6 separate regions of the Mus musculus genome follow, and all the other regions are linked to region 1. Evidence: chromatin contacts called from public HiChIP or PLAC-seq and promoter capture Hi-C data. All regions are on one chromosome and are shown on one strand. Each heading gives the region's core, a stretch centred on a gene start, on an enhancer-like site or on the middle of the called end of the contact. The rest is flanking DNA. Distances are from core to core; before and after follow the strand shown. Region 1 holds the start of Mad2l1 (MAD2 mitotic arrest deficient-like 1). Region 2 overlaps Prdm5 (PR domain containing 5). Region 3 overlaps Prdm5 (PR domain containing 5). Region 4 overlaps Prdm5 (PR domain containing 5). Region 5 has its middle 29 kb from the start of A430010J10Rik. Region 6 overlaps E230016M11Rik (RIKEN cDNA E230016M11 gene).

Region 1 (4,858 bases), core at 1,125-3,624:
AATTACTCAATGTAAGACAAAACTATGGGGTTAAAAGGTAGCTCAGTTGGTAGAGTACTTTTTGAAGAAGTCCTGGTCTTAATTCCCAGCACTGAATAAATATGGCAGGATGATATATACTTGTTATTTTAGCATTCCGTTGGTGGAAGCAGAAAGCTAAGAAATACTGGCTATAATTGGCTACGTAAAAAACTTGATGCCAGCATGGCATACATAAAAGCCTACTGCAAGAATAATACAAAAAAAGAAACCAAGTAACACTAAGTTTTGTGACAAAAAAATTAAAAAAATACTTAAGCCCATATAATAACATTTCTAGTGTGTAAAAATACTATTTTTAAGAAAAAATTAGCAGATTAAAATTTTTCTATGATATTTAAAATAAACCGCTTAGTTTCAAGACCCTTATTTATATATATTTCCAATACGTATGATGCACATATTTTAAATTCTAAAGAGAATATAAATCCGCAGTATATTACAATTCAACATGTCATTCTGCGGTTCACTATCAACACACAAATGCCTAGAAACTATTAATCTCTGTTTTTTCTCCCTTGGTGCACTGAAGCCTTCATTTGCATTGTTTTTCAAAGGTTGCATTGTGTGGTTAAACACTGCCCTCTTCTGGTATCTGGGATTAAATGTGTATCCACACAAAATTCTTTATGGTTTATTACTGCAAAATTTCTTGACAAGTTGTGTGTGTTATTAGTTAATAAGTAAATGTTTTTAGCCCAAATCAAGTAAACTTTTTCTCAAATCATAACCACAACAATAAGGAATCTCATTTGCATTTTTCAAACAAATATGCTATAAAAGGAGACTAAACTAGGGAGTATACATTCTCTAATAAATCTGCCACTAACTAAAAACTGGATCTTGAATTAACTGTGCAACCACTCTAGATCTACTATACTATAATTTGATTAAGTCATTAATGGATTTCTTCAGCCTCAAACTTTATGTGCTTCTAGATTTAGAAAAAAAAAATACTTATTTTAATACCAAGGGGGGGGGTCAATTTCTATTCCTCCCTGTTCAAACATTCTTACCCTAAATAATACACAGCAAGAGTCTACAAAATTGTGAGTCAAAGTAAATATGAGAAACTGAGAATTTTTCAAGTATTTTATAGTATTGCTTTTAATAAATGGGGAGAGAGGTAATGTTAAACCACGCAGTCAAAAGGAAATAGGAAAGAAATCAACCATCAAAGATTCCAGATCTTTTAATGTTTCTGAAATAAATTAGATTAAGTCCAACCACCGTTTGGTAAGAAAGAGCTAGTACCTCACTTTTATCTATACCACCATTTCTTTCCTCCTCATATGTCACAGTTTCTTTCTCTGATGTATTGTTTATACAACTTCCCTGGCATCTGTTTAGTTCAGGCTCTAAACCTTCTTCTTTCTTCTCCTTGTTCTTTCTTCTTCTTCTTCAAAGATTTATTTATTATTATTATTATTATTATTATTATTATTATTATTATATATAAGTACACTGTAGCTGTCTTCAGACACACCAGAAGAGGGCGTCAGATCTCATTACAGATGGTTGTGAGCCACCATGTGATTGCTGGAATTTGAACTCAGGACCTTCGGAACAGCAGTCACTCTTACCCACTGAGCCATCTTCTTAAACCTGCATATGATAGTATCTCTAATAGTCAACTGGTTTCAAAATGCAGTCTGAGTACCAGAGTTAGAACCATTTAGCATAGTTGGAAGATGTGCCATCTCCTGGACACAATACTACTGTACAATATTAAAACTGTAGCATGAATCCCATATGTAATCGTACATGCTCTGGTATAGGCCTTAAACGATCAAAAAGAAAGTACATATGACTAAAAACTTAAAAGCAAGCTAATTGCAAAAAAAAAAAAAAAAAAAAAAAAAAAAAGGAAATCAAGTGTCTCTATCATTTAAATCCTTTGTGGACTTATAAAATCTATGTAGTATAGAAAAATAAAGACATTACTAAATGATTATTAGTGTGTGTGTGTGTACACAATTTGCAGGGGTTCGCTTCTCTACTTGGTGACAAGCATCATTAAGCTTCTGTCCCACCTAGTTCCCTTCATCATATTTAACAAAACCAAAAACCAGGTTCTCCCAGACTTGAAACTATCCTCGAAGCTGAGACCATGCTTCAGGGATGCTCAGACCACGGGTTTGACAGGCAGGTAATCTCAGGACCATCTCTGGGCCGCTTCTAGGTCACCTCATCCGAGGTCCTGCACAGTACGGACCTTGTAGGTCACCAGGACCTGGAACAAGACGCCCCAACCACTCTGCGCTTGCTCATTCGGTCAGCCAGCGAGGGCGGAGCCAGGGCCGGATACAAGTCGCTTTGGGCGGGGCTTTAACCCGTGGTGCAACTGGGCATAGGGCGGAAGAGCCGATGTGGAGCGGAATGTTGAAGAGACCCGGCTCTCTAATGTGGGAGGGGCTTAGGGAACAAAACGGAAGCCTGAGGCGGCCTTAGGGAGGGATTCGGAGTTACAAAGCCAGCCGGAAACTGGCGACGTAGGTGGGGCTTAGGGCTCATTACGCCTGCGCACCGAGCAACCGGCGGGCTGCGTAGTTATTTTTGAACCGGGTGGCGGGGAATAGCTTAGAAGCCATTAGGGCGCCGTCTGCGGTGAGGTTGGTAGTGTTCTCCGTTCGATCTAGTGATGGCACAGCAGCTCGCCCGAGAGCAAGGCATCACCCTGCGTGGGAGCGCAGAAATCGTGGCCGAGTTTTTCTGTGAGTGCTGAGCGCAGCCCCCGCCGCCAGAGAGAGCTGAGGCTGAGCCGGGCCTTAGGACGCGCGCTAGGACGGAACCACGGATCCTCCCGGGGGCGGGGAACGCTGCACCACCCAGCGCAGGCCTGGGCCTCCTGGAACCTAACGGGGCTGACCTGGGTCATCATCTTACTCGCTCTCTGAAAGCTGGGGTCTGTGTTGACATCCTCTGACCACATGCTCTGTATTTACACTTAGCAAACCTGCGAAGTTGGACATTGCTGGGTTAAAGGTTTTCCGTGTCTTTTTGTGCCTACTCTGCTTTCTGGGAGACTTAAACGTTATTACACGGTTACGGCTTTATTTCTTTCGTTTTCAGCATTTGGCATCAACAGCATTTTGTATCAGCGTGGCATTTATCCGTCGGAAACCTTTACTAGAGTGCAGAAATATGGACTCACCTTGCTTACAACTACTGACCCCGAGCTCATAAAGTATCTCAATAATGTGGTGGAACAGCTAAAAGGTAATCACGTTTTCAGTGTGTGATCTTACAGGTTTGTGTCCCAAGTAACTTAAAGCAACATGCCTTCTCAAATGTCATTCTCAACTGGGAGGAAGCAAGCAATGGAGGGAATCCCCACCTCTTTTTAAGTAGGCTGAATGTCTTGATGTTAGGAATCTTTAAGCTGCTTTAAGAGTGGGTTTTGTAGGTTAACCAGTTGCAGCAAATTGGAAATTTTACCCGATTAAAAGGATTTCGCCATTCTGTGTTTTGCTTTGTAGCTCCCAATGAAATCATACAAAATACCAATTCTAAAAGCATTGCAACTGCCTTTTTTTCTCTTTGAGTTTTATTGTACGTGAAAGGGTGTTGTAGTTTGTTTTAATTGTAAATTCATTAACAGTGTTTATTGCTTTTTTTGTTAACTTCAGTATTAAAATGGCCTTTTGGTGGCCACCTGAACATGGTTAGCTTGGCATCTGTCTTTAAGGCCGTTTTGTTTTGCTTTGCTTTTGAGACAGGTCTCTTTATGTAGCTCTGGCTGTCCTTGAACATGCTATGTAGACCCGGCTATCGTTGAACTCACAAAGATCAGCCTGGCTCTACTCCCAAGTTCTGGGACTAAAGGCATTTGCCACTGTGTCCAGTTTAAGGCCAGACTTCTAAACATGCCTTGCTATTTGTATCCATAGTAGAGTATTCATCAACACTTGTGCAGGTTGGATATGAATTCACAGGCAAAAACGGCAGGGCTTTTAAGCATAAGATCTGCTTTGAATTCTGGTATCTGTGGATCCTTTTACCCCCTGCAGCTCACTTACTTGCAAGGATGATAGTTTAGAAACACAAGGCTAATTGGTCACTCTGTCCAAAACACAGTTGTGGCTTTCCTGATTCTTAAAAGTACAGTTTCATTAATTTAACTTGTAAGATTTTATATGACATAGCATCTTGACTTTTCATAATTATGTAATTTATTTACTTTATTGAAAAGAATTTACTTTTCAATTAGTCTGCCCATGTATGCATGTATATACATGTGTGTGTGTGTGTGTGTGTGTGTGTGTGTGCAGGCGTGCATGCATGCCCTTCCCATTTAAAACCTGTATTTGCCTCTCCTTTGTACAGTTAGTGTAAAAACTAATCTTTCCCTCACCTACCAGAGTAGTCCGATTTTTTATGCTCTTATAGTGTCTCTGTTGTGACCAGCCACCACAGATGTGACTGGCGGTGGTTAGATGAGTATATGTCATATGCTCTCACTGGGAATTGCAGAGAAAGTACAGGTTCACGGTTCTGATGCTCTGCCTTCTGCCTATTAGTAATATGGAGAATTTAAAACTCAGCTAAATTATTAGTGGAGAATTGTCTTCCTTATGCAAGAAAGGAAGTTCAATTGTGAGAGTTCTGTAAGGCCGAGAGTGGGTCTTTGGAAGAGAGTCTCTGTCATAGGCTAGAGTCTGAGCGCTGCCTTGTGTGTTGCAGAGTGGCTGTACAAGTGCTCAGTTCAGAAACTGGTGGTGGTCATCTCAAATATTGAAAGTGGTGAAGTCCTTGAAAGATGGCAGTTTGATATTGAGTGTGACAAAACTGCAAAAGAGGAAGGGTAAGTATGAGCTGA
Region 2 (4,858 bases), core at 673-3,172, 710 kb before region 1:
AGTTCTTCCCATCACCTATTCTGGAAGCCTGATTTCGCCCACCTTCCTCTGCTCACCCGTTTCTTACATTGTTTGTCTTCCTCCCCTGGTACTTTTAACACTGCACTTCCTTTTTATTGCTTACACTCACAGGTTTGGCAGGCTATTATTAGCATTGATCCCTGTGCTTAGATGAGGTTAGAACATCTCTTACTGGTTTCTGTACATTTTCTTGTCTCAGTACTTCTCTTCCTAGTCTTTCTATACTTGTGTAGTCCCTTGGTGTTGGCATTGTTGGTTGGTTACTATTTGAGCAGCACAGGTGCTGTTTGTGTTCTGGTTACTTTGCATTTTTGTGTCCATCAAGGGCATTTGCCATTATCCTGGGCAATTAAATGAGAATTGTAGCCCACAAGTCTCCTTGAGAACAGTGCTGATTTTCTTTGTATGAGTTGTTGTGAGGTTGCTTACTTTTGGCCTGTGTAGTTTCAAAGTGAAGCTCTGATCTATGTGTTACAATAAAAAATGGGTCTAGGGGCTGGAGAGATGGCGCAGAGTTTACAAGCATTAGCTGCTCTTCCAGAGGACACAGGTTCAATTGCCAGCTTCTGCATTGCAGCTCATAACTGCCTGTAACTCCAGTTCCCGGTTATCTGACACCTCCCACAGAGATATATGTAGGCAAAACACCAGTACACATACTTATACACATGTAGGCAAATGCCAATGTACATAAAAAACATCAAGTGTTTAAAAAGTGAGTCTAAAGAATTTTTCATAAAGTTAGTAATATTATTTTTTGCAACTCAAAAACACCAGCACACATATAAACCTTCAACACACAGCCAAAGCTTGCCAGACAGGGTTCAACATTTGCTTGAAACTACCTGACAATCTTTGTTTGCTTTGCATATAAAGAAGATTAATGTTCATGAACTTGAATAAATTTCATTTAATGACTAGCCCAGTAATTTCTTCAGTGTATGATAAATGACTGTTCTGAATTACTTTTGTTCTCTGCAGAATTTTTAGAGAAGCTTAGCTTATTAATATTTTGATGTATGTATTTTCTGTTTTCTAAGTTTTGATTTAATGAGCCACAGCTTTAAAGATATCTTCCCATCTGCCAAACTCTCGAGATTGATTGAAATTCATGTATGTTCTTTACTTTGCATTTGGCTAGTCTTGTATTTTCTTACTATTGGAAGGTTCAGAGACTAGGGGAGGACTATGTTCATTTGTCTGGGTCTCCCAGATTTTCTCTAGTTTGTATGTGAATTTGATTATTGTAGGTGATCTGGAAAGGAACTACCTAAGTGTAGAAGAGGCTGCAGACTTCAGTACTGCGTGGACTGTTTTTAACCTCTGGGCTCCACACTCGGGCTCAGAGGTGGGAGAGTATATAGTTCCCTTGAAGAAAGTCTCGGAAACCATGGTGCAGAGTCGTCCTGTGGTTACTGCATCTCAAGTTGCCTTCTGCAAACTCATCAAACATGCAGCTCTGTCCCCAGGCAAACTGACATGCTTTTCCTTAACTCTGGCATTCTACTTTCTCTCAGTAGCAGTGCAGAACCGAAGGTGCTATCTCATCTTGCTGGAGGTAAAGAACTCCACTAGCTTGTCCAACTGCTTGTTTTAGCCCCTAGGTCCATAGACCTTCTTTTGGAATTAATTAAATTCAAAGAGTAAGTAATATGTAAGCATATGTCCTATGTTACCTTTCTAAAGATCACTTTAAAATTCAGCTTTAAAAAACCACCTGCTTTAAGGAATTGCAGTGTTTTAGAGGAACATCTTTAGTTTACATAGATGCTAAAGCCCAAGTTTTGTAGCTATTTCTGCAGAAATATCAAATTGTCTGACTGTGTATGATCAGACAGCAGATGCTAGAGTCAGGGAGGCCTGGTGATGATGGCAGAGCAGTAAATATTCTCAGGAGAACAGGTTGTATTTAGAAGCTGTTTGTCTTGAAGCGTTCAACCTAACAACCCTGTGATGTTCCCTGACGCTCAGTGTGGGTGAGAGCAGCTTGCTGGGCATTCACTCCAGTTTCATGTTAGGCCTTCTGTGTGTGTGCACACAGGGCACCTTTTCTCTGGTGATTTGAGATTGCTCTGGACAAAGAAAGGGTTTTGTCACTTTGCTATTTTTGGTGACTTATGTTAAAGAGTAGGTAGTTGCAAAATGAAAAACATTCTCTTCTAGAAAGCCTTAGATTAAAAAAATATATATACTTTAAAACTTCAAACTAAGGTCACATAGTACTGGTTGAGCACAGAGTTCTCTGATTTCTCTTTATTGCGTTCCTCACCTATCTTTTTAAGTGTTTATTATATGTCAGAGGGAAAAGGCTGTAGAAAACATTCTCAGTCAGCAGTTGCTTTGCTGTTGAGCTATTGACACCTACTAGAATCCATCCATAGAAGTCCTTAGACAGATTTTATGTAAGTTGTGTAAATACCAACCACGTAAGCATTTAGTATTTGGAGATGGCTAATGAGATGGCAAGTGTAGAATGTGGATTAATTATTTTCAAAATAGGAAGAATTGATTATAGTCTAAGAGCTAGCATTAAAATGTATGATGAATGCATAATAGTTCTCTCTTCTTTCTGTCCCAGTCTCCTCCCTTCATCTCTAGAAGACTAGTTTCCTTACATTAAACCATGCTTGTGCTGGTTTTAAAGGCATTTATACTGTTGTTATACAAGCAGAAACATTTGGAGATCTCAAGCCATTATTTATTAGCTGGGATAAAATAAAAGAAGCTTGAGAAGACCTCAGTCCCATAGCTTTGGTCATCTGGTAGCTGGCTGAGTGTGGATGTAGAATGTTTTAGACTCACCCACAGGCTCTAACACAGCATCCGGGTAAGCCATTCCAGAAGTGTGACCTAGTGTCTGTCAGGTAAAAGTAGTCCTTTATGCTAATGTTGTCATAATGAGGTAGTTAGAATATAGTGCCAGGATTGAAAACAGGAATCTTGGTTCTAGGAATGAGAGATTCATTTTCTATTATTGTGTAACAATTACCATGAATTTGCAGAGGCTTAAAAAAGCTACCTTTTTGTTATTTTAGAGTTTTGAAGGTGGAGAAGCCCTCATGTAACTCTGCTTACAGCTCTCACCATGCCAGTCTAGATGTAAGAGCTAGGAGGACTGGGCTCTTATTCATTCATTCATTCACTCACTCACTCATTCATTCATTTATTCATTTGTGTATTTATGTGTATGTGTGAATACTTACATGTAAATGTGTGTACCATGTGAGTGCCCAAGGCCTGCATAGAAGATTGAAGAGGCTGTTGGTTCACATGGAACTGGAGTTACAGACAGTTGTGACAGACAGTTGTGAGTGGCCATGTGGATGCTAGGAACTGCATCTGTGTCCTCTTCAAGTACAGCAAGTTCTCTACTGAGCCATCTCTCTTTTTGGAGCTGGTAACCATTTGGTTGTGTCCAAGCTTGTTCAGTATGACTGCATTTTGTTCTCCTAATCAAGTAGTACTCAGCCTGGAGGGGCCACAACCCTTTCACACCTAAGACAATTGGAAAACAGATATTAGGTTACAATTCATAACAGTAGTAAAATTACAGTTATGAAGTAGAAACAAAAATAATTCTATGGTTGGGGTCACATACTAATATAACAACATTACATTAGGAACTGTATTAGAGGGTTGCAGCATTAGAAAGGTTGAAGATTACTGCCATAGACTCTTAAGGGTATGGTTCTCATTTCATTCCTGACTACTGGCTAGAGACATGTTTCAATTCTTAGCTCCCTTAGTGACATTTGTCAAGCCACCTTTGGAATCCTCTGTCTCAGCACTATTTCTACTCTAACTTCACTCCTTAAGAGGAAGTGAGAATTCTACAGTTTAAAAAACAAACTAACAAAATACCCTTAATGAGTCTGTTTTTTTGTCTATTCACTCTCTATTTATTTATTTGAATTAATTATTTTATTTACATCCCAAATGGTGCCCTCCCTCCTGGTTCCCCCTCCCCGTCACCTCTGAGAGAGTTTATCTATTTTTTTTTTTTGTTTTTGTTTTTTTTTTTACATAACAGGACCCTGGAAGGAATCCCTTTTCTACATAAGTTTTAAGTTTTAGGAATTCTTACATGCTAGGACAGTTTTCTATGGTGGGCATTGTAAAAAGTTATTCTTAGAATTCTGTGCAGTTGTTGGCAACTGGTGACAAGATTGTACACATACTAATATAACGTAACAAGGTGGTATGGTAATTGGCTGGGCATACTGTAAGCCCTGGTCCCATGAATAGCTGTGAAGGCATTTTTCCCCCTACTATATATTCTCTCAGTTTGTCCCTTAGTTTTTTAGAGGATCTGCCTTCATAGAACAGTTTTGAGAACTGAATAAATTATATATTTTTTATATTGTGTTACTATGTGCTTCACACATAATAAAAACTACATAACTATTAATTGCTATTACTATTATTTGTCCTTCAAAGTAGAATTCTTTCCAGGCATGTTTTAGTTTTCATGTAATGAACTTGACTCTAAAATCCAAAGCACATGTTCAGTAAAAATAACAAATGTTAAACAAAAAGGTTTTCATCATTGTGGTATCTACTCTTGAGCATCTGTCTCATTCATGCATTCTCTTGCTATAGGTAGAACATTGTGCTTTTACATGGCTGAGGTCAGGTGTGTGTGGCCAAGTTTATGTTGGAAATGAAGTGGAAGAAAGGTAGAGAGACCTGGGGTGAGAAGGCAAGTCAGCCTGGGAATAGAGCAGAGGGTGATCTTTAAATGGCCATTGGTATGAAGGGATAGACAGTTATAAAATATGTAAAATACAGATTTGAGGATAGATTTTAAGTGAATATGGGAAAAATTCAGTTATGAAAA
Region 3 (4,858 bases), core at 1,525-4,024, 690 kb before region 1:
ATAAAGGAAGGCTACTAATTTATTAGAGTTAATTTTAAATCTGGCCACTTTGCTGAAGTTGTTTGTCTTCTTCTGGAGAAGTTCTCTGGTAGAGTTTTGGGGGTGGCTTATGTATACTATCATGTCATCTACAAATAATGATACCTTTATTTCTTCTTTGCCACTTTGTATCTTCTTGACCTCTTTTTGTTGTCTTATTGTTCTAGCTAGTACTTTGAGTACTCTATTGAATAGAGATAGGGTTAGTGGTCCTTGTCTTAGCCCTGATTTTAGTAGGATTGATTCAAGTATCTCTCCATTAACCACATGCCAAAGGTAAGAGCAGGTTGATCTAAACAGGCCCATATCCTGTAAGGAAATAGAAGAACTCATTAAGAACCTTCCAACCAAAAAAGTTCAGGGCCAGATGGATTTAGTGCAGAATTCTACCAAACCTTCAAATAAGACCTGATATCAATATTCCTCAAAGTATTCCACAAAATAGAAGCAAAAAGAACACTACTTAATTCATTCTATGAAGCCACAATTACTCTGATATCTAAACTACACAAGGACCCAACCAAAAAAGAGAACGCTAGATCAAGCTTGCTTATGAATATCGGTGCAAAATACTCAATTAAATTCTTGTAAACCGAATCCAAGAACACATCAAAACTATCATTCACCATGATCAAGTAGGATTCATCCCAGGGATGCAAGGTTGGTTTAATATTTGAAAATCCATTAATGTAATCCACTATATAAACAGACTAAAAAAATATCACATAACCATCTCCTTAGATGCAGAAAAAGCATTTGACAAAATACAACACACCTCATGTTAAAAGTATTGGAGAGATCAGGAATTGAAGGCCTATACCTAAACATAAAAGAGGCAATTACTGTAAACTAACAGCCAGTATCACAGGCTTAATTTTTAAGATTGCATCTATTCTCTGGGATAGGGTGAACTGTTCCCTGCTGTGTGCTTGATCACAGACCATGATTCTAAAGGAGGTGGATTTCTTTGCACTTTAACAACACAAAGCTGGGCCTCTCTGCCTTTTTCATTATTTTAAACTCAACTTGTCCTTTTCTTACCTTACATCGGTTTTGGTGTTTTCAGAGGTTTTCTTTTTGATCTGAAAGTTTTGACAACTATCTGTTGACAACTATTAATCAATCTGTTATTGTGTCAGTAATTTTCACCGTGAAGACCACTGCAACAGACAGCTCAAACTTTGTTTGCTTGTTTGTTTGTTTTTGCCACAAGGTCTCATAAGTAGCCCATGCTGACCTCTAACAGACATTGTTCCTTCCCCTTCAGTGTCTCAGGTATAGCCCAGGCTGGCCTCTAACAGACATTGTTCCCTCCTCTTCAGTGTCTCAGGTATAGCCCAGGCTGGCCTCTGACAGATATTGTTCCCTCCCCTTCAGTGTCTCAGGTATAGCCCAGGCTGGCCTCTGACAGACATTGTTCCCTCCCCTTCAATGTCTCAGGTATAGCTCAGGCTGGCCTCTAACAGACACTGTTCCCTCCCCTTCAGTGTCTCAGGTATAGCCCAGGCTGGCCTCTAACAGACATTGTTCCCTCCCCTTCAGTGTCTCAGGTATAGCTCAGGCTGGCCTCTGACAGACATTGTTCCCTCCTCTTCAGTGTTTCAGGTATAGCCCAGGCTGGCCTCTGACAGACATTGTTCCCTCCCCTTCAGTGTCTGAGGTATAGCCCAGGCTGGCCTCTGACAGACATTGTTCCCTCCCCTTCAGTGTCTGAGGTATAGCCCAGGCTGGCCTCTGACAGACATTGTTCCTTCCCCTTCAGTGTCTGAGGTATAGCCCAGGCTGGCCTCTGACAGACATTATTCCCTCCCCTTCAGTGTCTGAGGTATAGCCCAGGCTGGCCTCTGACAGACATTGTTCCCTCCCCTTCAGTGTCTGAGGTATAGCCCAGGCTGGCCTCTGACAGACATTGTTCCCTCCCCTTCAGTGTCTGAGGTATAGCCCAGGCTGGCCTCTGACAGACATTGTTCCCTCCCCTTCAGTGTCTGAGGTATAGCCCAGGCTGGCCTCTGACAGACATTGTTCCCTCCCCTTCAGTGTCTGAGGTATAGCCCAGGCTGGCCTCTGACAGACATTGTTCCCTCCCCTTCAGTGTCTCAAGTATAGCCTAGGCTGGCCTCTGACAGACATTGTTCCCTCCCCTTCAGTGTCTGAGGTATAGCCCAGGCTGGCCTCTGACAGACATTGTTCCCTCCCCTTCAGTGTCTCAGGTATAGCCCAGGCTGGCCTCTGACAGACATTGTTCCCTCCCCTTCAGTGTCTCAGGTATAGCCCAGGCTGGCCTCTGACAGACATTGTTCCCTCCCCTTCAGTGTCTCAGGTATAGCCCAGGCTGGCCTCTGACAGGAGATGCTTCTTCCCTTTCAGTGCTTCAGTCCCCCATCCCCGGAGTGCAGTGACTTAAGGTGCGAATCACCAGCTCTGTGTGCTTTCTTTGTCTGTATCTTTCCACATAAGGTGCTGCTTTGTAGCTGACACTAGATTTGAATTTCTGACTTTTTCCTACTGCCCCATGGGGGCTGGGATTACAGTATCACCATCATGTCTGGCAAAAGCTCTATGAAGTCTTATTCTTGTTTAATATGCATGGCTGCCAGGTTGGATGCTTCACCCACATGGTATCCCATGGAAAGGTTTGCAGCTGTGTGTTTTATTGGCAGGAAGAGTAGTACTGAGGACTTTCAAAGCTTTTGTTTGGATGGGACTCCTGGTGTTACCATTGGAATGCATGCATCCCATGGTCGGTGCATGCCATCTGCTCAGACATGCTTAGAGAGCAGGGACACCGGGGGAGATGGAGCCATGTGCCTGTGCTAGAGTGCATGACAGAAGCAAGCAGGGTGAAGTGCTTCCGCCAGAAACGTTATGTCTCACTGTAAACATATTTTGTTTGATTGATTAATATTATAGATGTCATTGATTTTACTGCTGAAATGTTTCCTGGTGTCTCTCATCTTGCAGAAATCATGTTTATATGCTGCTTGAGACTTATTCATGGGCTTAGTAAAGAAGGTTCAAGTGAGATGATAGTACCTATTAATTATCTTATTTGCTTTGTTTTAAACTTTCATCTTTTTATGTAAATAACTATTGAGTAGAAAAATGGTTCAAAAAATTTCCCAACTCTTATATAAATTACTAATTTGTCACCCCAAGGTTTGCTTTGGAGCTGAGTTTTCTTGCCTTTGGATTACCTGCTGGTCTTTTCAGCTGGATGATGTGGATTTTCACAGCCTATTGCCTTTTCAATAGAATAATTGTGCCTCTGCCAAGTGTATAATCATGTGTTTTCCCTTATATCATCCACATGTGGACAGCAGCCTGCCAACACATAAACAAGAACCAGGTTACGTCACAAACAGATGCTGCTCAAATACCAAAGCACCGTGCCCTCCTCTCGAGTTATGTTTATTTGTGCACAGTGGGGATTAATATTTTTTTTGTGTGTGAAAGAAGATAGAGTTACTTTTGCTGTTTTCAAATAGCAGAAGTGAATGTCCCATGCATGAGTTCATGAAATCTGTGCCCACAAGGCCTGATACTTTAATAGGGATGATAGACAAATTGTCTGGGAAAGTTGAGCTTTGTAAGTCGTGTTGGTATTGAAAGGAGGTAGGGAAATTGAAAGGATGATTCTTTTTTAAACTATTGTCTATCTATCTATCTATCTATCTATCTATCTATCTATCTATCTATCTATCTGTCTGTCTGTCTGTCTGGTTTGATGTGTGCCTGTGTTCGTGCATGTGCATGCACCTTGTTTCTATATGGACACCTGAGGTGGCCAGGAGAGAGGGCTGGATTCTGTGCAAGCAGAGTTACATAAAGTTATGAGCTGCCTGATAATGGGCACCGGAAACAGAATTTTGGCATTTGAAAGAGCAGCAGCTGCCTATCCACTGAGCCATATGCCTAGCCTTGTAAGTCAGATTTACCCGCCTAACTCCCAGGAAAGAGTTCATGCAGTAAGTGATAGAGTAGGAAACAATGCAGCAGGATGGCAGGCATCTTGAGTTGATTTGGTCCTAACCAGTGTCATAGTATAGTAGTCACTGTTAAAAAAAAAACTTATCAAATGATGGCTTAAATTACTATGTATAGCTTTTAAAAATAGGACTCTTTGATGATTCAAAAGGAAAAAAAATCTACAGTTGCTTTTTGTTTGTAAACTTGTTAAGAACAGCCGGGCGGTGGTGGTGAACACCTTCAATCCCAGCACTTGGGAGGCAGAGGCAGACGGATTTTCGAGTTCGAGGCCAGCCTGGTCTACAAAGTGAGTTCCAGGACAGCCAAGGATATACAGAGAAACCCTGGCTAAAAAAGCCAAACCAAAAAAAAAAAAAATCCCCAAAACAAAAAACAAAAGACAAAACAAAACAAAAAACTTGTTAAGAACAGAAAAGTGAGCCACAACTCATTTTTGTAGCTCCTTCTATTTCCCCGAATGACATTATCGCTTTTGTTGTCTTATTAGTTCAAAACAAAGATGACCAACTGTGTGGTATGTGAAATATATCCTCCAGTTCCAGTCTTTCAACCTTTGATCCCATTGAAAATCAGGCCCAACCTGGGCATAGGGGGAGGTAGTGGATCACTGGGGGCCTTCCTTGAGGTACCTTATCCTATCTCTACTTCCTGTATTCTCTGTCTCTTCATAGCAGGATTTAGGTTTTTGTTTTTGTTTTTTTTCAGAAGTATACTTGGGGACTGAGAAAAGAAGGGTCCTTCATTCGTAAGAGCTTCTAGGGACCAGGAAAATAAGTAGGTTCAGGTTATGATTGTCCATTTGGTAAACCCTAAGACGTTTGGGGATAAAGAT
Region 4 (4,858 bases), core at 1,164-3,663, 650 kb before region 1:
TGAAATATGAGTGTGATATACAGAATTTGGCTGGACAGAGCAGGTCCACTGCCTCACTTCTCATGGAGACAGAGGCATCCTTTCCACCCACCTGTAGCTTACGCCAAAGCTGCCTTTCTTAATTTCAAAACTCCCTGCCCTTCTGATCACTTCTGTCATGTTTTACCTCACCTAGTATGAGGAGACTGCGATACCTACTGATTCTTAGGGGCCTACACTCTACTCTTTTACTTTTCCAATGCACTTTCTTCAATGAAAGAGAATGTGACCACTGGACCATGGTGAATAGCTAAATATTCTTGAGAGAAACTTGACTGCAGTTTCTCAATTGAGTAAACAAAATGATTTTTATACTCTTATTGCTTTCAAAATAGTTTTACACTTGTGTGAATTATCTTCCCACTAAGCAAAATGCATTTAATTGAATTTTGTAGCTGAAGCTTTCTGCTCAAAGGTCATAGAATGGATTAAAAACTGTCTAGAGTAGTCACTATTTTGTGGATGAAGAAATATTAGTTTGAGCAGATGAAAGAATTGACACTGTGACTTTAGGAATACATTGAGGACATTAGAGCATAATTTGAAAATTTTGTGGACAAAGCTAAAAGACTTGCATCTAATTTAGAACCTTAGAATAGTAACTCGCAACTTGTAAGTGACACACATAACCAGTAACAAACCAAGCACGGTGTGTAAACACTATGGATACCTGAAAGCTATCTAGAGAAAGCAAGACTTTTAGGACAAAGTTCAAGATGGATCAAACAATTAGAAGATGGCAAAAAGCTAAGAGAAGCCAAAGAGAAAGAGCAGAAGAGAGCCACTGGGGGACAGGTGTCATAATGCAAAGTGCCTGCAGCTGTCTGCACTGTGTCACTGGCCTCTGATAGCAAGGCATGGACAGCTCTAGTGGGGAGCATGGATGTTCTTGGCCATCTCTCTCTACTGTGTAACTGGGGCCATGTGGAGTTGGGTCTGCTGACGGCAGCAATGAAAACAATGTCTTCTCTGTGCCAGTCATCCTTAGACATTGCTGTGCCACTCTGAGGAAATTGTTCTAGCTTTATGTCTGCATAGATGTATCCCTGTGTTATTTGTAGATAGAAGGAGAGCAGGACGTTTGTAGAGAAAGTGAGTTATGTTTGCATATCAGAGTAATATACCTACAGTAAATGATCTCAAAGTCATGCTGTGTGACTGAATCAAGCTTGGTGCCATGTGTTTAAAAGTAGAGACTTGGGCTGGTGAGATGGCTCAGTGGGTAAGAGCACTGACTGCTTTTCTGAAGGTCCTGAGTTCAAATCCCAGCAACCACATGGTGGCTCACAACCACCCATAATGAGATCCTGATGCCCTCTTCTGGTGTGTCTGAAGATAGCTACAGTGTACTTGTATATAATAATAAAAAATAAATCTTAAAAAAACAAAAAGTAGAGATTTATATAGTTCAGAAGACATTAAGGCATAGGTTCCAGCACAGAAAATATAGACCTTGAATATTCATAATGACTCCATCCTTGTGAACTCATGCACTTTCATCTGACTTTACTTGTAGGAAGAGTGAACAGCAGAGAAGCACAAACGACTAATGTTACTCATTACTTTGAATGTTTGAGGTATTATGTCATGCTTGTCCTATTGTCTAATATAATTCAATACAGATAGTATGTAGTATAAATATATAAAATGATATATAAATGCAAATTTATATTTATGTAATATATTACATATAAATATATAAAATATATAATATATTATATAAGTATTTATAAATATGTATAGTATGCATTATATGTAAATAAATATATTAAATACATACAAATTAGTAAATATACAAATAAATAATAAATATTTCTTATTTATAAATAAACATGTTTATATAAAGAGATATATTTAAATATATAGTGAAAGAATATTCTAAAATTTCCAGTTATTCTACATTGTTGCAGTTTACCATATATCTGACTCTGGGCCAAATTGAGGCATAGTGAGCCAATGCATTTTTGTAGATAGATTTTTCTTTTTAGACACATTCAGGGCAAGGAAAAGGAGTAGAGTTAAGTGTGTATTTGTGCAAATAATTGTATAACTGCTTATTTGTGTTGTTCTTTTCTTATCACCATGTTTTTCTGTTTAAACTCAGACCCCTTTCAGAGTCCCAGTTTCCAACCCTGCTTTGTCTACTTTGAAAGACAAGTGTCTTTAGAGATAACCTCCTGCAGTGTGGCTGGTGCAGTGTGGCAGAGCTGAGGATGTCTGGCTGCTGGCTGGTTGCTGCAGCAGCAATCTTGAGATGGGTTTCTCTTCCATGTGTGAATAAACAGGGTTTTGTCTCATCCTCAGAAGATGAGCATCCACTTACCCCTAAGGGCTAACACCAGGCTCACTGACTTCTGTGGCTACTTTGTGCTCAGTCAGAGGAGCAGCTGAGCTTCTACTGTTTGTGGTTTTGCTATATGACTTTTCTCTTTGAGTTCATTTTTATTTTCCTCTGTGAAATGGTATGAGTTCACTCCTCTCTTTTTTATGTTGTTTTGCAATTTCTGGTTGCCTTTGAGCTTGCCTGCTGCCAAGAGTTCCATGTTGTTTATGGGCTGTTCAGTGAAACAACAGTACCCCAAGGGACATGGATCCTGATCACAGTGGGCACCCACACAGTTCTGTGGGTGTGGTGCTTGGCTAGGCACACACTGGGCACACACTGCTGCCTCAATACCTTATGCTTGACAGTTCAGGAGGGCCCCAGGGAGCTCTTCTTTCTCTCTACAGCTGTTGACTTCATTAGCAATGTAAGCAATGCGCCTTATTAGAAAATGTAAAAATATTCATTTTGCTGAAATATGCCATAGGAAGTTCATTCCAGGTTGGCATGCTTTTATAGAAAGTAACTATGTTTTCCAACCACAAGCCATCAGTGAAAATGAAGACGTTGTCTGACTTGACTGTCTGGTTTTTGAGGAGACAGCTACATTTTCATATCTGTTTCTTCACTCATCCTGTGATGTGTAGTTGGAGTTGCAGAATATGCAGCAATCCTCCAGAGTATTTTAATAATCTTGATCAAATAATTTGGGATATTATTTGCTCCTAGACTGAAAACCAAGAATCAGACTTTGAGCAAAGGATTGCTGTTGTGTGCAACCTGAAAATACTTCAGTGACCCTTTTCTGTTCTATCACTTTAAAATCCATCACTCTGTGTTGTGTTTGGCATGAACCTTTCACGCATGAAGGATTCTGTAACAGGATGCACAGGTCATACGGGAACCATCTTTTTGAGGCCTGCAGATCTCCACATTTGTTAATGCCACCCAGAGCTCATCAGCATACCCATTCAGAAGTCCCCTTTCTTGCCTGTTTCCCTTCTGAAATTTTGTAAGAAATATTGCTTGCTACACTGTCATTTCTGCCTCCTTTCTTTCCTTGTGTATTAAAAAATATTCTCCAAATAGCCATTCTCAATGCACACTCTTGTGGTCAGTCCTTTTGCTTTATATAAGCATAATGTTCCATGACAAAAGCTGGAAGCTCAGTTCTACCGAACAGGGGCTTTCTGAGACTACTATCATGTGCATTGCTAGAGCTCCCCCATCCAATTCCCATATTAAAAAGATGATACTCAATGGTTAGGTTTAGGTTTAATACAATCAGTCATTTTGTATTCCAGGGAACATATTCCCAAGTGGAAACAGCATTTATTTCTAGTGCGTATAGCTGTGGTGAATGTAGTGGCTTGTGTAGAGTTTGAGAACGTTGCTCAGATCTATAGCACTAGATTAGCAGTTTCCCCATGGTGACATTGCACCATTCATGTAAATGTCAACGTGGTCCAAAGGAAGATTATACAGTAGCTTTAGAAAGAGAGTGTTCCTGACCTCCTATGGAATAGTCTTAGAGATCCCTGGGAATGGACATGCCCCCAGTTTGACATTTTGGAAACAGTGGCTCTTCCTGACATGGAAGCCTGTGCCACTCGTTTCTGAGGGATGTTGATGTTAGGCTTTTCATTTATCCCACTAGCCATCCTTCTGTTTACCCAGGAGTCGAGACTCTCATTTAAGACATTGTGGGCTGCCATTTTGGGGGGCCCACTTTGGACCTAACAGTTACCATAAGCATTGTCTTGAATATTCTATTGCCATACTGGCACCAAAATTAAGATTCCTTTCCCAAAGTCAAATGAGTTTTATTCATCGAATATTAGGTTGAATGATATCTTACTTATCATTTTATTTAGTATCTGTTTATAGCAGTTTACGAGAATTTTCTAAAAATAAAGAATTTTCAAGCTCATATAATTTCTTCCAATTTTATCAAAATCTGAAATTTGGCATATATTAGGATTCTCCATAAACATCTTTGTTGAATGCTGATAAAAAATTAGTTTGATATCATACTTAAATAATTAAAATTTCTCTGTGTTAACTTTAACAAAATGCATTTTAAATGGCTATATTCCTGATTAAGACTTTTAAACGAATGTTTAGACAATTCAGTTTAAAAACTGTGCTTTGAATCCTGAATTGTGGGTGCTGACTCTTCCCTGACATTAAATCATGGAAACCTCCAAAATACTTTTAAAATGTAGTTTGTTTAGGAATCTGTAGGTTCTTGCCACCTTGAAATCACGTCTAACTGATATCTCATTCAAGTATTCTTGAGAACACTCCTTGACAATGTGAAAGAAAACAAAAACAAACAAAACCTTAGGAGTAGTTATTGAGTAAAGAGAAGCCGGGCGTGGTGGTGCACGCCTTTAATCCCAGCACTCGGGAGGCAGAGGCAGGCAGATTTCTGAGTTCAAGGCCAGCCTGGTCTACAAAGTGAGTTCCAGGACAGCCAGGGCTACACAGAGAAAC
Region 5 (4,858 bases), core at 1,527-4,026, 590 kb after region 1:
TGAAGCTAAGGGACCGAGTGACATGTAACTCAAACAGCCTCTTGAGAATGTGAAGCCCCATCAGCCTGTGGTCTAGCAATAAACCCCTGATCTAAGAGCTTCATACAAAGAGCGGCCTTTCATTTACAGCCTAGCATGAAAACACACGAGTGAAGTAAAACAAGTCGCTCTCTAGGATTCAGAAGCAAATCCCCAGCATAGGTACTCAGCAGCAGGCCACTGAGAGTGACGCTGCTGCGGAAGGCCATGTACGTGATCTGCCATGGAGTATGCACGGGAGCTTGGCACTAGCAGAGAGGGAGAAAGGAAAGGCCTGGAACTGGGCTGTACAAAACAACAGCTTCAGGCTGCACAGATGACTCAGGGGACGGGAACACTGGGCATTCTTGCAGACAACCTACATGGTAGGCACAGGCATGCATCACTCCAGTCCCAAAGGATCTGGTGCTCTCTCCTGACTTCCGGGAACAGTGGGTTTGTACGTGGTACACATATATCCTTGCAGGCAAAATATTCATACGCTTCAAAATTCAACTTAAGTTTTAGATATGCAGTCACACGTTGTCTGTTTAAGGTTCATGGGAATTATAATTTCAACTGATTGGGTTCATTCATTTGTTTAAATTTAAATTTTAAAAGTTATATTAGGGCTGGTGAAATGACTAAGTAGATAGAGTACTTGCCACAGAGTCATGAGGACCTCAGTTTGATCCAGGCACCTGCACAAAAGCCAAGTGCAATGACAGTGCCTGCAATCCTGGCACTGAGGGAAGAGACAGGCACATACTCCTGTCTCTATGGTCAGCTTCTCTAGTCAGTCAGCAAGCTCCCTAGGTTAAAGAAGAAAGCCTGTCCCAAAAAGCAACATGGAGTGTTGTTGAGAACAACCTTATATTCACCGCTGGCCTCTACATGTGCATGTGTGTACGAATATGATATGCATGAGTGTGAATGTACATGCATGTGCAAGCATACATGTGTGAACACACACAGAGACAGACAGACAGACAGAACTGGGCACGGTAGCAGAAACCTGAATTCCCAGCACTTGAAAGATACAGACAGGTGTCCAAACCCACCTCCAACTACATAACAAGTTAGATGCCAGCCTGGGCTACAGGAGACCCCATCAACAGCAACAATAGTAATAGAAATAAAATCTGAGAGTCGGGCATAGTGGTGCCTATCATCCCACCACTGGGGAGGTCGAGGCAAGAAGATCATGAATTTGAGGACAGTAAGATCCTGTCTCAGCAAAAAGAGAGATGACTCAGCTTTCCAGTTTCAGGATGCAGATGTAAACCATCCCGCCCATCATTAGTGGGCTTAACTATGTTGATTGGGAAGATACAAAGGACAGAGAATGAAATCTGCACTCTGGGACTTCCATCTCAGCTGAAGGCCAACTCCGCCTCCTGCTCCTGCTCAGAGCTTAGCCTTGGCAGTAATCTATCACACCATCTCTCCACTCAAACCTCAGCTGAGCCACTCAGTAGCTTAGTTCTAGGTCTTCATAATCAAAAAGGCCCCAAGGAAGATGTGTCTCCTGACAGAAACTAATGGGAAATTTTCATGAACACTGCAATTTATCAAGTGGTTGCAAGGTATATCTCAGCTCTATAAGTACATGTTCTTATTTAGTATTTTTAGGAACCTGGTTATATGGACTTTTTTAGTATGTTTGACAGACAAGGGAACCAAGAGAGCAAAGCTAAGCGAGTTATCTAAGGTCAAGTTATCCAGAGCTGGTGGCTGGTCAGGTAGACAAATGACCTTCAGCTTTCTATGACTGATGTGTGGGAACATGGTACTGATCTGGGAAGGGGATATCCCACACCCTCTTCTGCTATACATTAGGTGTCAACTCAAATATGAAACTTCTTCAGGGATCTCTCTGGCTTCTGGAACGCCTTCTATGAGCTGGTTTGGCTCTGCTTGGTCATTTTTCTCCTCTTTGATGAGGAAGTTTGAGAGGCCATAACGCTCTCAGCTCAGGCTGGCCTTGCTTAGAGACACCCCTCTCGTTTGAACTTTATGCCCCCTGAACTCAGGGTCCTGCCAGCAAAATTCCCTCATGGTAGAACTTTGGTTAGAGAGCCTAAGTCATGTGCTCATTGGCACTGGAGGCCAAGTCTGTGTGGGTGTTGGGGGGCAGGGAGTCTCAGCCCATACTTCTCTGCTGAACTTCCCTTCCCTCTTTGGCTTGGCAGCAGCTTTTAAGGACATGAGACCAATCCAAGAATTCCTTGTCAACATCACTCCTTTCACCGGAACCACAAATTCATTCCAGTGGGACCCAGCTTTACCTCCGGGCAGACATCAGAAACAACTCCTCTTTACTTCAAAACTGCCACCCTCTCCTGAGAGCCACCCACTTCCACACCTCTTTCTCCCTGCTGAGGAAGAAAATAAGGGCCGGGCTGTCGGAAGTATGGTTGGCAGAGGAGGCCCCAGTCCTGCCAGGCTGTGGGGGGTTCTTCACACCCAGCTGTTGATTTTGCCTTTCTTGTGGTTCCAAGGCTCCTTCCTGCCTCCTTTCTTCTTCCAGAACCAGCTGGATGAGTAGGTGTGGCCTTCCCCAACCGGATCCCTGAGCCACAGTTGCCCTGTGCTGGCGTTCAGGGAAAGGACCATTTTGCAAAAGTGTCTGTTGCATCCCAAACGCTCTTCCTGCCTGTGAGCAAAGCCCACGAGGCATCTGCAGCCTCTGGGGCTCTTCTCACTTCTTGGCTGCTTCAACGGCGGAGGAAACCAGCAGGGGGTCAGAATGAAGGAGGCAGGAAGAAAGTGATCAGCTCTTAGCTGACATTAAAAGCGGAACCTACCAGGAGAGCAGTGATGGTTACCACACTCGGGGATCACTGAATGAGAAGAGGAAAGCCAAGGCGGATCGGCACCCTTCCCTTTGCTCTGCCGGCTTGGCTTCAGAGCACCCCCTTTCCTCCAGGAAGATCTTGATATGAGATGCTTCCTCTTCGGTGTCCTCAAACACCTTGTAGCTCTCTTTGGTGGTTCTAACCATCTCAAAAATGCCTCACTTCTCCCTTTTCTTCCTACTGATATTCTTTTGCCTACTCTTGTTTCTCAAACCCACAGCGCATGTACATGTGGATGCTAAGCCAGACCCGAGCCTAAATGATACCAAACTTCATCTTGAAATACCAATGGGGACGAGAGGGCAGCAGGATTATTGCCGCACAGAACAAATCTGAGGCTCCAAGCCAAGGACAGATTGTGGTTAGGAGTGAGTCCTGAGCGTGGACCCAGACTCAGCACACATGAGCTGTGTGTGCCTGGGCGAGTTCCATCTGCCCATGTTTCTGTCTCCTCACTATAAACAGGGTGACTCAGTCGCTCCCTTTTAGTATTTGTGAGAAATAGGTGAGTTAACACAGGCTAACGATCCGTTATCCAATATGCTTGAACCAGAAGGGAGTTGAGAGTTTCCAGAATCGACAATACCTGCAAAGATTATAAATGTTGAACATCCCTTACCTAAAACCCATTAAATCTGAATTGTTATAAATCCAAAAGGTTTTTGGGTGTCATGTCTATACTAAAACCTTTGAATTGTGAGCATTATTATTCCTACATATTTCATCTTACTGGCTTCCTTCCTTGATGCTAGGCCCAGTCTTGTCTCAAGGCCTGATATATCTTTGTCCCTTGGCTGGCCTACATTTCCCCGATCAGCCCACGTGGTTTTTGCTCACCTTCATTTAGGTCTTCACTAAACTGCTGTTTCCTTCCCTCCAGACCCTTACCCATTTCAGGATTCATCTCAAAGCATGGATACAGCATGGGTCTGTCCCTTTACTAAGTTTTGTTTGTCACCTTTAAATATCACCTGCATGAAAATGAGGACCTTGTTTTGTACCTGTATCATTCCTAGTGCCTAGTAAAATGTCTCCCATGTAATAGATGTGTAAATGAAGGGATGCTTAGATAGATGGCTCCACAGATCTCTTAGGGGAAGGCTTCTGGGCCCATTTCCAGCAGCCTTCCATTCCTCAAACCCCGTGTCACACTCCGTTAAGCGTACCCCCTCCTCCAACTCCTTCTCTATACCCAAGCTTGCCCTCTGGCCCTTCCCTCTCCATTGACCCAGTTTGACACAGCCATTCCCAGTCTCTGGGGGCTTCTGGCATGAGCAATTTGGGATTTGCTGACTATTCCAGAAAGATCAGCTGTCCCCGTGTCAGCTGTTGAGGGGACACAGTGAGCAAGACAGACACACGGGCAAGCAGCAGAAACAGATGGTCACATCCACACTGGAGTCAGGTCACAGAAGCCTGGGGAGGGTGAGGGCACAGAGGAGGAGGGTCTGCTACCCACATGACAAACAAAACCGCAGCTAGACCCTTTCCAAAACCACATCTTACATAAGGCATGCAGGGATGACACATGGGTGAGCTGTTGGATTTATCCTAGGTTGAAAAAGTACCTGGAGAGTCACAGTCTTGTGAAACAACAGTGTCAGCCCAGGAGCTCCAATGCTATATCATCATCAGAAAGGTATTTTCAAAGCCCCGGGGAGCGGTGAGATTAGTTGTGAAAAGAACACCTGAACTTTCAAGGGTAAATTTGGTTTCCAGATGCTGTGGCCCCAGAACAGGATTTTAAACAGCTGCCTCTCCAATCCCTGAGCCGGAACCGGCTCATCTGCCTCAATCAATGGTTAGCCGCATAGTTTACCATTCCAGAAGACCTTCATTCTTTGGTGTGATCTGAAAATATTTTTTCAGAAAGAGAATGTTGTAGGTTGTAACTCCCCCAAACCTCACCTGTTGGTCTTAGCCTCAGTATATCAAATAATGCTTTAGTGTGATACCACTCATTCAGACGAAGGGAATACGTG
Region 6 (4,858 bases), core at 693-3,192, 530 kb after region 1:
TGGGGGGGTTTCGATTAGCTCATTTTTTTCTAGTTCTATCCATTTATCTGTGGATTTAACATTTTCATTTTTTAATAGAGGAGTGATCTTCTGTTGTGTAAATGTACCTCATTTCCATCATCAACTCATCAGTTGGTATATGTCTAGGCACTTTCTACTTTGAGGGTATTATGCATATAGCAGCAAGGAGCAAGCATCTCTGTTATAGAATGAAATGTCCTTAGGGTAGATGCCCAAGAGCAGTATACCTGGATCGTGGGGTAGACTGATTTGCATCTTCCTGAGGAACCATCACACTGATTTCCATAGTGGCTATGCAAGTTTGCACTCCCACCAGCAACGGATGAGTGTGCTCCTTACCCACAACTTTGCCAGCATGAGCTGTCATTTGTTTTATTGATCTTGGCCATTCTGGCTAGTGTAAGATGAAATATCAAACTAGGTTTGATTTGCATTTCTCTGATAACTAAGGTTGTTGAACATGTCTTTCAGTACTTCTTAGCTAGTTGTGCTTCATCCTTTTGAGGCCTGTCTGTTTAGCTATATGCTCCATTTTTACTTGGATTCTTCATTTTCTTGATGTTCAGTGTTTTAGTTCTTCTGTTTGTTTGGTTTGGTTTAATTTTGTTTTTTTGTTTGTTTGCTTTTGGGGGGTTTGTTTTTTGTTGCGTTTTTTTTTTTTGGTTTGTTGTTTTTTGTTTGTTTGTTTGGGCTTTTGGTGGTTTTTGTTTGTTTGTTTTTGTATTTTTTAAAGACAGCATTTCTCTGTAGCCTTGGGTGTCCGGGAACTCATTCTGCAGAGACCGGGCTGGCCTGCACTCAGAAATCTGCCTGTCTCTGCCTCCCAAGTGCTGAGATTAAAGGTGTATGCCACCACTACCTGGAAAGTTCTTTATATATTTTAGACACTAACCTTCTATGAGCTATGCAATTGGTGGGCTGGAGCGATGATTCAGCCATTAATGACTAGACTCACAACCAAAAACCAGATAGGTAATTGGTAAAAATCTTTCCCCATCCTGTAGCCCGCTGCATTACCCAACTGATAGTGTCCTTGGTCATGCAGAAAATGTTCAGATTTGTGGCATCGCATTTATATATTGTTGGTATTAGTGCCTGTAATGTTGGTGTCCTGTTCAGAAAGTCTTTTCCTATACCAGTGAGTTCAAGCCTATTCCCCACTTTCTCTTTTATCAGATTCAGGGTATCTGAGCTTATGTTGATGTCCTTTCCTTTATCCACTTGGAATTGAGTTTTGTGCAGGGTGATAAATATGAATCTATTTGCCTTCTTCTGCATGTATGTATCTGTTTGGTCAGCAACAGAACCACTCATTGAAGATGCTGTTGTTGGTAATATCCAGTTTTGATCCATGGCAATAGTAGGGTATTGAAGTCCCCTACTACCACTGTGTGAAGGTAGTGTTTTTTGTGTAGTAGTGTTTTTTTTCTATGAACTTGGATGCCCTTTTGTTTGCTCCATGGTTATTTAGAGTGGCAAGACCCTCTTAGTGGAGTTTTTTTTTTTTTCTTTGAAAAGTAAGTATACAGTGTCCATCCCTATTTCTTCTTCTTAGTTTTGGTTTGAAGTCTATTTAGTCAGATACTAAAATGACGACTGTTGGGTTTCAAACCTAATCAAATCACTAAGGTACCTATTTAACATGTCACTGTGGACCTGATCATCCGACTCTCTCTGAATTTCTCAGTCTCACCCTATTGCAGAGCCACCCTGACTCAGATACATAAACTCTCCGTACCCTGAACTCTGCAGCCCAGGGGCATCTTCTCATCATTATTACTATAATAATAATTCACTTTACATCCTGATCAGAGCCCTCCTCCAATTCCACCTTCACAAATCCCTCCTGTGTTTCCCCCTTCCCTTCTCCTCAGAGAAGGGGAAGCCCCTATTGCGTAACATCCTGTCTTGGGACATCAAGTCGCAGCAAGACTAAGTGGAGATTGTGCCTCCACTACTTCCTGAGTGTGTGCCACAAACTTCTGTCATAGAAAGGGAACAGCAGCAGGCACAGGGACAGGGACAGGAACAGGGTCTCTTGTCTTTTTATTAGGGAATTGAGAACATTAATGCGAGCCAGTGGCTTGTGGTATTGTGTGGAGGAAATCAACTTATGATTTGCGATTATCCCCTCTCTACTGTAAGACGGGGGCACAAAAAGATGAGCACATATTTAGTTAAGCTTAGAAACTTAGCTGGGGGGAGAAGAAGAAGGTCTCTCTGGAAAGTTCTCAGCCACGTACTTTTTAGGCAAGCAGCAGAAGCGGGAAGGGCAGGTTTGAGAACACTGTCGGAAATGGCTTTGTGAATTTAGTGAGGAGCTGAGGAGCAGAGTCTGCTTGCTCACTGCCTGCTAGACTGAGCAGTGCTCCTTCCTCCTATCTTATGTGCTTACTTTAGTCCGTTCGGGGCGTGGGGTGTCTTGTGGAAAGCTAGCTATGCTGTGTCTATAGCCCAGAGGAGTAGAGCTCTGTTCATGGGCCAGAGGAAGAGTCCTCAGAGCAGGCAGCTACCTTCCAGCACTCCCCTTGCCCTAGATCTGCTGATGTAAACACAGTCGGGGAGCTGTTTTAAGCATTGTACAATCCCCAAGGGCAGAGGGACTCCTCTCTGCTAAGGTTTGCGTGCCAGCCAAGCATTCTCGGCGCCGGAGCTTTCTTGGAAAGTTTTTGTTTGGGGTATTTGCATGTGGTTGATTCACTGTGCACTGAACTGACCCATCTGTTGTTCCTTTGGCTGAGCTTCCACTCTCTGGGTTGTATATGGATCATCCTATGTCAGGGTAGACGTGTGCAGTGTAGCATATGCCAGACTGCAATAGAATGGTCTACTTACAGTGGAACTCCTGCTTTACTTCTTGTGTATCTGGCACTGCAGAAGCTCAATAAATGTGGAGAAGCCAATCAGCCAAGTGAAAATATACTAGTGAGTATTTACTTCAGTGCTTAAGAGACAGGCTTTAGCCAGAAATCTCATATAAACTCTGTCCTCAGTCACCCAGAAGCAGACTGGTAAAGACATACAAGGTATTAAGGAGATGGCAGGGGTAATATCAATGTATAGGATTAGGAGTTAAATTTGAATTCTTCAGAAATGAAAGATTTGTGAGTTAAGGTGTGTTGTCTTGCTTTCTCAGCCTATCTCTTTGTTTTTATAGAAATTAGATGCTTATAATCACTTTGAGAAATAACTGAAACAGTATAGATAAGGTGACTAACAGTGTCTGGACATGGCACTCACTAAAGTTAGCCATGCATGAAAACACCTTTTACATTCTGTAAAAGCAGAATTATGATCTCATCTGCTAATGAGGGTTGTATAACACAATGCTTTCAGTTTGTATAGCAAGATCCTCACAGTAGCTCCTGGATATGAAAGGACTTGTATCTAATTTGCAGAAGAGGAATACAGAAAGATCTATTTTCTTTCTCTTCCTTCCTTTCTTTTTTTGTTGTTATTGTTGTTGCTGTGGCTGCTGCTGTTTTTTATTGTTTTATTTTCTAAGACAGGGTCTCACTATGTAGATCTGGCTGTCCTGGAATTTGCTCTCTGGTCCAGGTTGGCCTTGAACTTACAGAGAGCTGTTTGTTTTAATCCTAGCTCTGAGTGCTAGGATTAAAAGCATGTGCTACCATACTCAGCCAAGATCCATTTTCTTAATGCCTGGCTACTAGTAAATGGTAGAAGGAAGATATGCAAATTGAGCCTCATAGCTGGATGTTAATAATAGTAGCAGATCTGTAATACTACAAGTATTAATAGCAAAAGTATGAGTACAGAGAGCTCATGTTAGCCATGAGCTACAATCTCAGCACTTAGATGGTAGAGGCATGAGAATCATGAGTTTGAGCCTAGGCTATATGGTGAGACTCTTTTTTAAGAGAAAGAGATCACTTTGGTGGCAGTGAGCTCTTTGATGGTTTTCAAATATGACAAGATCTCAGTGGGGGAAGAGGATAACCCATTCCCAAAGCATGGGGTGACGAGAGTATGCATAGAGACAGTCTTCCTTACAACACTAGGCCTATTTAACCGTGTCAGGTACATGCCTCACAGGGAAATAATATAAGATGAAGCTGCCTTAGATATATGTAAGAACTAAATACTCCAACATGCTGTTGCTTATAAGTTTATCAAGATCTGATATACCTGCCTGGAACTGAGGAAATCAAGATTTGAAACTGTGTTACAGAGAGTGTTTGTATATATATGAATGAGAGAGAGAGAGAAAGAGAGAGAGAGAGAGAGAGAGAGAGAGGCTGACTAAGGGATGACTCAGTAGGTGAAACACTTTTGTACAAGTTTGAGGACTAGAGTAAGAATGTTCAGCACTGATGCCAATGTCTGCTGGGCGTGGTGGCTCTCTTATAATCCCAGTGCTTAGGAAACAGATAAGATCCCAGAAGAAAGCTGGCTAGCTAGACTAGACAAATGGGTGAGCTCTGGGTTCAAGTGAGAGACCCTGTCTCAATTAATGAGGTAAAGAAGGATGAAGGAAGACACATGACATCACCTTTGGACCCCCCACATAACCGTGCTGACACACATGTAAACATACATATATTTATACACCACATACACATAAACACGAAGAACAATCATAATGGACATTCTCACAGAACCTTTGAGTGTATTCATTGTGTCATATCCAAAGCTTTTTGGTGTTCTTCATGATAAGCTTGTCACTGGGGTAGTCACATCCAACAAGCCTACTTCAGAATGGGTACTAAGTCTGTGGCCATAAGTACCCCCAATAGCATCAGAGTGGGTATTGAATTATAGTGGAGTTTTTTTTGTAAGTACCAACCAGTGAAGGTCGACAGTACTCCTCAGTGAC

What was found. Promoter capture Hi-C pulls out the DNA fragments that hold promoters and counts their contacts. HiChIP or PLAC-seq counts read pairs in DNA pulled down with a chosen protein or histone mark.
Region 2: a contact with region 1 is called in a promoter capture Hi-C map of hippocampal neurons, with 3 times the contacts expected there. The contact joins the enhancer-like site here to the promoter of Mad2l1 in region 1. A contact is called at or near these places in 7 of 39 promoter capture datasets (the 3T3-L1 cell line, embryonic stem cells, hippocampal neurons and 3 more) and 7 of 115 datasets of contacts at active chromatin or transcription factors (acute myeloid leukemia, embryonic stem cells and stem cell-derived neural progenitor cells).
Region 3: a contact with region 1 is called in a promoter capture Hi-C map of hippocampal neurons, with 4 times the contacts expected there. The contact joins the enhancer-like site here to the promoter of Mad2l1 in region 1. A contact is called at or near these places in 7 of 39 promoter capture datasets (the 3T3-L1 cell line, embryonic stem cells, hematopoietic stem and progenitor cells and 3 more), 1 of 15 datasets of contacts at CTCF or cohesin (the NIH/3T3 cell line), 11 of 115 datasets of contacts at active chromatin or transcription factors (acute myeloid leukemia, astrocytes, bone marrow-derived macrophages and 4 more) and 2 of 9 other capture datasets (embryonic stem cells and macrophages).
Region 4: a contact with region 1 is called in a promoter capture Hi-C map of hippocampal neurons, with 3 times the contacts expected there. The contact joins the enhancer-like site here to the promoter of Mad2l1 in region 1. A contact is called at or near these places in 8 of 39 promoter capture datasets (the 3T3-L1 cell line, cranial neural crest, hematopoietic stem and progenitor cells and 3 more), 1 of 15 datasets of contacts at CTCF or cohesin (the NIH/3T3 cell line), 2 of 484 Hi-C or Micro-C datasets (the Ba/F3 cell line and double positive thymocytes), 13 of 115 datasets of contacts at active chromatin or transcription factors (the 230-238 cell line, T-cell acute lymphoblastic leukemia, astrocytes and 7 more) and 2 of 9 other capture datasets (liver and macrophages).
Region 5: a contact with region 1 is called in an H3K27ac HiChIP or PLAC-seq map of T-cell acute lymphoblastic leukemia, with 5 times the contacts expected there. The contact joins the enhancer-like site here to the promoter of Mad2l1 in region 1. A contact is called at or near these places in 2 of 39 promoter capture datasets (the C10 cell line and stem cell-derived epiblast-like cells), 1 of 484 Hi-C or Micro-C datasets (hematopoietic stem cells) and 11 of 115 datasets of contacts at active chromatin or transcription factors (the NIH/3T3 cell line, T-cell acute lymphoblastic leukemia, embryonic stem cells and 3 more).
Region 6: a contact with region 1 is called in an H3K4me3 HiChIP or PLAC-seq map of pro-B cells, with 2.8 times the contacts expected there. The contact joins the enhancer-like site here to the promoter of Mad2l1 in region 1. A contact is called at or near these places in 2 of 39 promoter capture datasets (hematopoietic stem and progenitor cells and pre-B cells) and 5 of 115 datasets of contacts at active chromatin or transcription factors (acute myeloid leukemia, bone marrow-derived macrophages, extraembryonic endoderm stem cells and 2 more).

The regions. Positions count from the first base shown.
Region 1 is chr6:66,532,847-66,537,704 of GRCm38.p6, forward strand. Mad2l1 (MAD2 mitotic arrest deficient-like 1) reads left to right here and starts at 2,375. Exons shown (of 6, transcript NM_001355624.1): 1 at 2,375-2,753; 2 at 3,112-3,258; 3 at 4,723-4,843. The coding sequence starts at 2,681.
Region 2 is chr6:65,819,044-65,823,901 of GRCm38.p6, forward strand. All of the region lies in intron 2 of Prdm5 (PR domain containing 5), which reads left to right. Among named protein-coding and RNA genes, the nearest start is that of Prdm5, 43 kb to the left of the region's middle. Within about 2 kb of position 1,923, at least 2 of the 459 cell types and tissues checked have an H3K27ac peak or open chromatin away from gene starts, as enhancers often do. A contact at or near this core is called in hippocampal neurons, where this site is marked.
Region 3 is chr6:65,846,522-65,851,379 of GRCm38.p6, forward strand. All of the region lies in intron 3 of Prdm5 (PR domain containing 5), which reads left to right. Among named protein-coding and RNA genes, the nearest start is that of Prdm5, 70 kb to the left of the region's middle. Within about 2 kb of position 2,775, at least 14 of the 459 cell types and tissues checked have an H3K27ac peak or open chromatin away from gene starts, as enhancers often do. A contact at or near this core is called in hippocampal neurons, where this site is marked.
Region 4 is chr6:65,886,373-65,891,230 of GRCm38.p6, forward strand. The region is part of intron 12 of Prdm5 (PR domain containing 5); the gene reads left to right. Among named protein-coding and RNA genes, the nearest start is that of 4930544G11Rik, 64 kb to the right of the region's middle. Within about 2 kb of position 2,414, at least 10 of the 459 cell types and tissues checked have an H3K27ac peak or open chromatin away from gene starts, as enhancers often do. A contact at or near this core is called in hippocampal neurons, where this site is marked.
Region 5 is chr6:67,126,570-67,131,427 of GRCm38.p6, forward strand. No RefSeq gene overlaps it. Among named protein-coding and RNA genes, the nearest start is that of A430010J10Rik, 29 kb to the right of the region's middle. Within about 2 kb of position 2,777, at least 79 of the 459 cell types and tissues checked have an H3K27ac peak or open chromatin away from gene starts, as enhancers often do. A contact at or near this core is called in T-cell acute lymphoblastic leukemia and embryonic stem cells, where this site is marked.
Region 6 is chr6:67,067,474-67,072,331 of GRCm38.p6, forward strand. The region is part of intron 4 of E230016M11Rik (RIKEN cDNA E230016M11 gene); the gene reads left to right. Among named protein-coding and RNA genes, the nearest start is that of Gm29928, 22 kb to the right of the region's middle. Within about 2 kb of position 1,943, at least 114 of the 459 cell types and tissues checked have an H3K27ac peak or open chromatin away from gene starts, as enhancers often do. A contact at or near this core is called in acute myeloid leukemia, bone marrow-derived macrophages, hematopoietic stem and progenitor cells and 1 more, where this site is marked.